Linked DNA regions of Pan troglodytes: region 1 is linked to region 2. The links are chromatin contacts, called in public Hi-C maps. All regions are on one chromosome and are shown on one strand. The core of a region is the stretch at or near the end of the contact, and the rest is flanking DNA. Distances in the headings are between cores, read along the strand shown.

Region 1 (3,147 bases), core at 203-2,702, 39 kb before region 2:
ACAGTGGTCTTGTTTGGGAGGAAAGAACCTAAAAATGAAGTTTCCAAAGTTGGCAGAAAATTCCCAGCCAGTCCTTCCAGTCCTTCAGTTTGACAGGAATACAGGAGCTGACCCGGATGGGGTAGCATTTCAAGATGTAGTCCCCAGAAGAGAACTGTTTATATGCCTAGATCCCTGCCTAAGCCAGGCCCTGAGGATCTAGGCACAGCATGAGGTTAAAGACTGTGTCTCAGAAGAACATTAAGGTTTGAAGGAACAATAACAAAATGTCTGCATGTGTGTTTGGGGAAGGGGGAGTGTCATCCTCTCACATGCACTGGCCCTCCCACCCGTTGCCCAAGAACAATAAGCCCACTGTTATTTACTGAGCAATTCAACATAGACGCTTCCCACACCAAGCACTTCACTAAGCACAAACAAACTCATCTCGGTGGTACACTGTCCAAAGCCTTCAACAAACTGGGTTCTCTCTCATGTCTCCAGTTAGCTGGGCTGAGACACAAAAGTAACCAGGCCAGATGCTACCTCTGTCTTGGCACCAGCAGCTGAGGTACTTTGGTGTCTGGGCCTGCCAGTTTCACATAAGCAACTCTCTCTTTGCCTATCATCAGAAGCACCCAGGTGAGCGGTAGCCCAGCTACAGCAAAAGGGATTAGCAATGGTTTCCCCTCACCTACCCCATGTCACTGAACTATAAGATGGCTCTTTCCTGGAGAGAAGTTTGGAAGAGTCAGAGAGAAAAGCAGAGAGTAAGTCAAATAATTACAAGTAACTTGCCTGGAGCATGGACCTCCGAGCTGAGGGGATGAACATTACCATCCCCACTTCATAGATGAGAAAACTGAAGTGCATAGAGGCAGGTGACAGAAGGATGGAAATGAACACTTACTGAATGCCAACAATGTGTCGGCCTCATCACACACAGTCTCACTTAACATCACTGAGGTCACATTTACTCAGCCAACAAGTAGTGGGGGCGGGTCTTCTGGACATTCCTGGAGCTCCTTCCACAACTCCACCCACCTCTCCTGTCATGTTGTCTTCAGACACTGGCTTGGCAACTATTTTGGCTAAGACTCAAACATTCTGGCATAGGAAGCCTGGGCACATCTGGGAAGCACTGCTTGGGAAGGTCCCCTTGTCTCACTGGGGCAGAGGTTGTGAGTCAGCCCAGTTGGGTCTGAGCTCAATGACCTCATTTCCACCTGCCACCTCCCCAAGGGGCCACCCCCGCTGGGCTTTCAGTGGGGCTGCTGGTGTAGAGAAGAAGGCAAGTATAAGTGGGGCAGGGGAGCCAGAAGAAGGATGTGCCCTACCAACGCAATCCCAGAGTTCTAGTATCTTCCTTGGCCAGAGAATAGTCATCACAGCGTCACTCACACTGCCTTCATCAGGTCGGAAGCTAAACTCCATTGTTTAGGCTCCAGTTCCCACCATTTCCTGCTACTAAGAGTGGGGCCAAGGCAGGGCAGGGCAGGTCCTGGTCTGTTTTGCCTCTCTGGATGACAGCACTGTCTCAACTAGCTCTTTTCCATAAGAGGGAAAACAAGGTTTGCTTTGAATCTTTAGCCTAGGGGCCATTCTGCTCCTCCTCCTCTTCCTTCACTGACTCACTCACTTCCCAGCAAGTCAGCCTCTTCCCTGTTGACTTGGAAGTGGTAACTGGTACAGTTATCTGCTAGGACCTCTTCCAGACTCTCAATACAGCCCATAAAACCTGACTGGGGTTAACCTTTCCTATGCCTGTGCCTTTTCCCAGTAGCTTCTAGAAAGGAGAACAACACCCAACCTCACTCACACCTTAATGGGTTAGCAGTATTTCTTCAACCACTCCAACTGCTCCAGAGGGCGTCAGAGACAAGGGTCCCCTTTCATTTGTTTTGACCCAGCCCTGTCATCCAAAGCTCCTCAAGAAGCATTTCAACTGGAAGACAAGGGCACACTGGAAACTGAGAGTTACTCCTCCAATTACCATATGTGTGAGGGTTAGCAATGGAAATATAACCACCTTGTCCCTGTGGGAGCAGAGTTCAGGTCAGAGGTGAAAATTGAAAGAAAAAAATCAGAAACAGTGATGTCACTTTAGCAAGTTAGTTTCTTCGTTAATCCAGCCGTAATTGCATGGCCTTTTGTTCAACCTCAGGCCCAGGTAAAGCCCTCTTGTTTTTCTCTCCACACGTGAAAGTCTGGAAGAAAACCATCTCCTTAGTGTCTGAACCTAACTTCAGTTCTTACTTTCAAAATCACCTTAGCCAAACCATACCCCCAGGGCAAATACTCTCCAGCCCCAACTCATCTCTCCTTCTTAGGCACATGGGCTGACACACCAGCTCCTTAGCATGGCCATTCCTCTTTTTACATTTTCTCATTATTTCAACCCATGCATCCTAGAATCTCATATGGCTTCTCCCTTCTGAACTTAAACTTGTCCTCTAAGAAAATAAACAGTCCAGAATCCCAAACTGTCAGACCTGAAAAAGACCTCAGAGATCACTCGATTCGAACCTTGCAACATACAGCTGGGGAAACTGAGGTCCAAAGAAAGGTAGGCACTGACCCAGAGCCACATAGCTGCTAGGCAGTGTGGGAGGAGGGGCTAAAAACCTGGCTTTTGAGGCTGGGCGCGGTGGCTCACACTTGTAATCCCAGCACTTTGGGAGGCCAAGGTGGGTGGATCACCTGAGGTCAGGAGTTCGAGACCAGCCTGACCAATATGGTGACATCCTGTTTCTACTAAAAATACAAAAAATTAGCCAGGCATGGTGTTGTGTGCCTGTTGTCCCAGCTACTAGGGCGGCTGAGACAGGAAAATTGCTTGAACCCGGGAAGCGGAGATTGCAGTGAGCCAAGATCGCGCCACTGCACTCCAGCCTGGGTGACGAAGCAAGACTCCGTCTCAAAAAAAAAAAAAAAAAAACCTGGCTTTTGATCCACTAGCCTATTTAGTAAGCCATAGTGCCAGCCTGACATTTAGAAAACAGTAGATACTTCAAGCATACTATTATTGATCTAAAAAAAAAACTATGTGGAGGAGGCTGGATCAATTTGTTTCCGTGAAAAACTCCAAGCTGGCACTGCTTGGAAGTTTAGCTTTCAACAGAGGGCAGGCCTAACTTTCAGGATCTGAGACAATCACCACCACCCATT
Region 2 (3,592 bases), core at 283-2,782:
GGACAAGGTTCTGGAAAGGCAAGAACGACTTGGCAGTGAGGCTGGTATACAGTAACGTGGCAACCAAAGCTCATCACAAACCCAAAAGGCTGGGCCCCCAACTCGCCTCCTCTCATCCCAGGGGCCTTCAGCCCTTTTCAAAGCTACTAGTCACTATCTCACCTCTACAAGGCTCAAGCAGTCCTGGGGAGACATGTTTGGGAGCACTGCATTGCCTAGGCCAGCTCAACAAGCTGTTTGGCCTAAGGGACTCAAGCCAGGGTGGTCACCAGGCCTTTCTGAGCAAGGGAAGGGCCTCAGCAGCCATTTGGCATGACTTGCACAAAAGCAAGCAGAGCTCATTAGTCAGGCACACCCCTCCTCCCCTCTCCCTCCTGGGCATCCGGCCCCCCTATCCCCACTCCCAGGAGGCTTCTGTTCCTCTCATAACAGCCAGTGGGGTGGAGACGCATCCCCAAATCAACCACCACTCTAGAAAGGTGTGGCCCCACGAGAGAACCCACACCACACAAAATAGTCCGGAGGGGATAGGAGGAGATAGAGAGGCATTAAGCAATAGGAGGGGCAGGGATTTGGAGGTGGAGAGGAGGGAGAAACCGGTCCTCTCTCCCAGGAGATGGGGTAGGCCTCTCCTCAGACTGGTGCCTAAATAAGTGTTGGTGCTCTCGGGTGCAGCCTCGATGACGATTTCCTCACATCTCTCTCCTCACCTCCTAGTGGAAAACAGCTGGAGCCACCCGGTGAGGCTGTGGGAAAGATGAGTGGGGGTGCCGGATCCGCCCCGAGCGGCTCCCTCCTTTCTCCCTGCTTCTCTGTTCCCATGTCCCCTCTTGGACATTGGCAGCCTTGCCCCAGAAAGGTGCCAATTCCTGGGTTGGGGAAAGTGTTGTCTTCTGGACCAGAATCCTCTCCTCTGTGCCCATGGCCCATCAGGGAAAAGGGGAAACCCCAGGCCCCAACGAAGCCGTCCTGACTGTTGCATCTCAGACACAGGGAACTGGAACCTGAGAAAGAGGCAGGCCTCGCCCCGTCCAAACTTCCAGCCTGGACACCCCCTCAACCCCTGAGGGTGCACCAGACCAGGATCCCACTCCGGTCCCCTCCCTACCCTTGGCTATGGCGGAGGGCGCGGCGTCCCAGGCGGGCCGGTGGCTGGCCAAGCCCTCAGCCATCAGCAAAGGGCTATGAGGCTCAGCCAGAGCCATTGGGGTCGACAGCGCCCACCCCCGGCACTCACCGTTTTGGGCATGGTGGCGGCAAAGGCAGCGGAGTTGGCGAAGTTTAGCTAGGACTGTCGGGCAGTGCTGAGCACGCAGTACACACGGCTTGGATTCGGCTGGCCGGGGACTCAGATTGGGTCCCTCACTAGCGTCGGGGCGACTGTTAGGCTTCCTGCTAACGGGCCACGACTTCACAAACCCCACCCAGGAAAGAGCCGCCCCTGTCGCGCCGCCCGCTCCTTTATGTGGCCCGGCTTCCGCGCCGCTCCCCGCCCTCGCGCCCGCCTCCCCGCCGACCGCTGGCCTTGCCCCGCCCAGCCCCGCCTGGCCAGGCCCGGCGCAGCCAGGCCACAGCGGCCACGTGGGGGGCCCGGCTGGGCCCGGGCGGACCTAGGGTAGCTACCGCTCCCCACCCAGACCCACCCGGCTCCTCTCCCACCCCGGTCACAGCCCCTAGCCTTCCACGTCCTGGCCTTCCAGCCCCACCCCCACTCAGGGCCCAGACCCTGGGCCCTGACAGATGCTTACTCAGCCCCTGACTGCAACTTTCCACTGATGGGGAGCTCACTACCTATCTTTTCCTTCTCTAGACAGCTCTGGCTCTTAGAAAGTTCTTGCCGTGTCTGAACTCCTTTTCTCTATGGCTTCCATCCATGGATCTCAGTTCTGCTCCCTGAGGCCACACAGATCCCCTGTTGTCCCTAACAGCTCCTCAAAGGCCTGAAGATCTCAGGTCCACAGGAAACTTCTCTTCTTTTGGCTAAACTGCCTCACCTCTTAAAACACTTCATCCATTCTCTTCCGTAGGACTCTCCCCATCATATTTCCTACCCATCCTTGCTCAGTCCTCATTTATCTTTCCTTCATCTAAATCCCAGTCTTCACCTTCCTCAAATCAGTGACCTGATCCTTTAGCCCCTCTCCCAGTACATTCACTTTCTGATGTCCTGATGGGGCTGGCTATAATTCCCTCAGGTTAGATGTGACCTCCCTAGTCCACACCCTTGGGGTTTGTCTGCCAGCTCCCTTTCTCCTTCTTGTCAAGGTCACAGAATCCCAGGATGGCAGTGTTCTAGACTGTTGAAGTCGTCTGGTCAAGTCTGAGTTTTAGGCTGAGTGTGGTGGCTCATGACTGTAATCTTAACACTTTGAGAGGCTGATGCAGGAGGATTGCTTGAGCCCAGGAATTCGAGACCAGCCTGGGGAGCATATCAAGACCCCCTCCCATATCTATATAAAAAAAATAAGTGAGGGCCGGGCATAGTGGCTCACTCCTGTAATCCCAGCACTTTGGGAGGCTGAGGCGGGCTGATCATCTGAGGTCAGGAGTTCAAGACCAGCCTGGCCAACATGGTGAAACCCCATCTCTACTAAAATTACAAAAATTAGCCGGGCACGTGCCTGTAATCCGAGCTACTCGGGAGGCTGAGGAGGGAGAATCGCTTGAACCCGGGAGGCGGAGGTTACAGTGAGTCATGACTGAGCCAGTGCACTCCAGCCAGGGCAACAGAGTGAAACTCTGTCTCAAAAATAATAATAATAATAGTAAGTGAGACCATGTGCAGTGGCTTACACCTGTAATCCCACCACTTTGGGAGGCCAAGACCTGCAGATCACTAGAGGTCAAGAGTTTGAGACCAGCCTGCTCAACATGGCGAAACCCCATCTCTATTAAAAATACGAAAAAAAAAAACAAAAAAATTAGCCGGGTGTGATGGCACGTGCCTGTAGTTCCAGGCACTCGGGAGGATGAGGCAGGAGAATCGCTTCCGGGAGGCAGAGGCTGCACTGAGCCCAGATTGGGCCACTGCACTCCAGCCTGGGCAATAGCACAAGACTCCGTCTCCAGAAAAAGTAAAATAAAATAAGTCCGAGTTTTAGTTTGAAAGTGGCTGGCCATAGTCCTTTTTTCCTCCTCTCCACTGGCAACCATCTGAAGGCATGGTCTGAGTATCCTTTGTGAGGTAAGGCACCACAGATGGTAAGCCAGTTTGAGACAATGGAAAGGATACTTGAGAGGTCAGGACACCTGGCTTCTACATATAGCTCTGCCATTAACTCATCCTGTGACCACTATGTGGCCTTGGGTAATTCCCTCCCCCTCTCTGGGCTTCAGTTTCCATTTCTGTAGCAAGAAAGGACTGGACTCCGGGGCTTCCAAGGTCCTTTCCCACTCTGACATTATAAAGGGATGAGAAAGGAAGTATACTCCCTAGGACAATAGATGAGCCTAACAGGATTGCATATGGGCTGGTCTTGCATTTGCACTCAGGAACCAGTAGTCTGATTCCATCCTCTTCCTTTGCCTTCCCAGACCAACAGTGTCCACGATTCAGTGTGCCTCGGTTTCTCTCACTGCTAACAAGATTCAT

Evidence for each region. Hi-C and Micro-C count contacts between places; a contact is called where the count stands out from the background.
Region 1: a contact with region 2 is called in a Hi-C map of stem cell-derived neural progenitor cells, with 1.5 times the contacts expected there. The contact joins the enhancer-like site here to the promoter of MSN in region 2. A contact is called at or near these places in 2 of 7 Hi-C or Micro-C datasets (blood and stem cell-derived neural progenitor cells).

The regions. Positions count from the first base shown.
Region 1 is chrX:63,354,891-63,358,037 of NHGRI_mPanTro3-v2.0_pri, reverse strand. The region is part of intron 1 of MSN (moesin); the gene reads right to left. Among named protein-coding and RNA genes, the nearest start is that of MSN, 39 kb to the right of the region's middle. Within about 2 kb of position 1,452, at least 7 of the 24 cell types and tissues checked have an H3K27ac peak or open chromatin away from gene starts, as enhancers often do. A contact at or near this core is called in stem cell-derived neural progenitor cells, where this site is marked.
Region 2 is chrX:63,315,865-63,319,456 of NHGRI_mPanTro3-v2.0_pri, reverse strand. It overlaps MSN (moesin), which reads right to left and starts at 1,532. Exons shown (of 13, transcript XM_016943122.3): 1 at 1,238-1,532. The coding sequence starts at 1,249.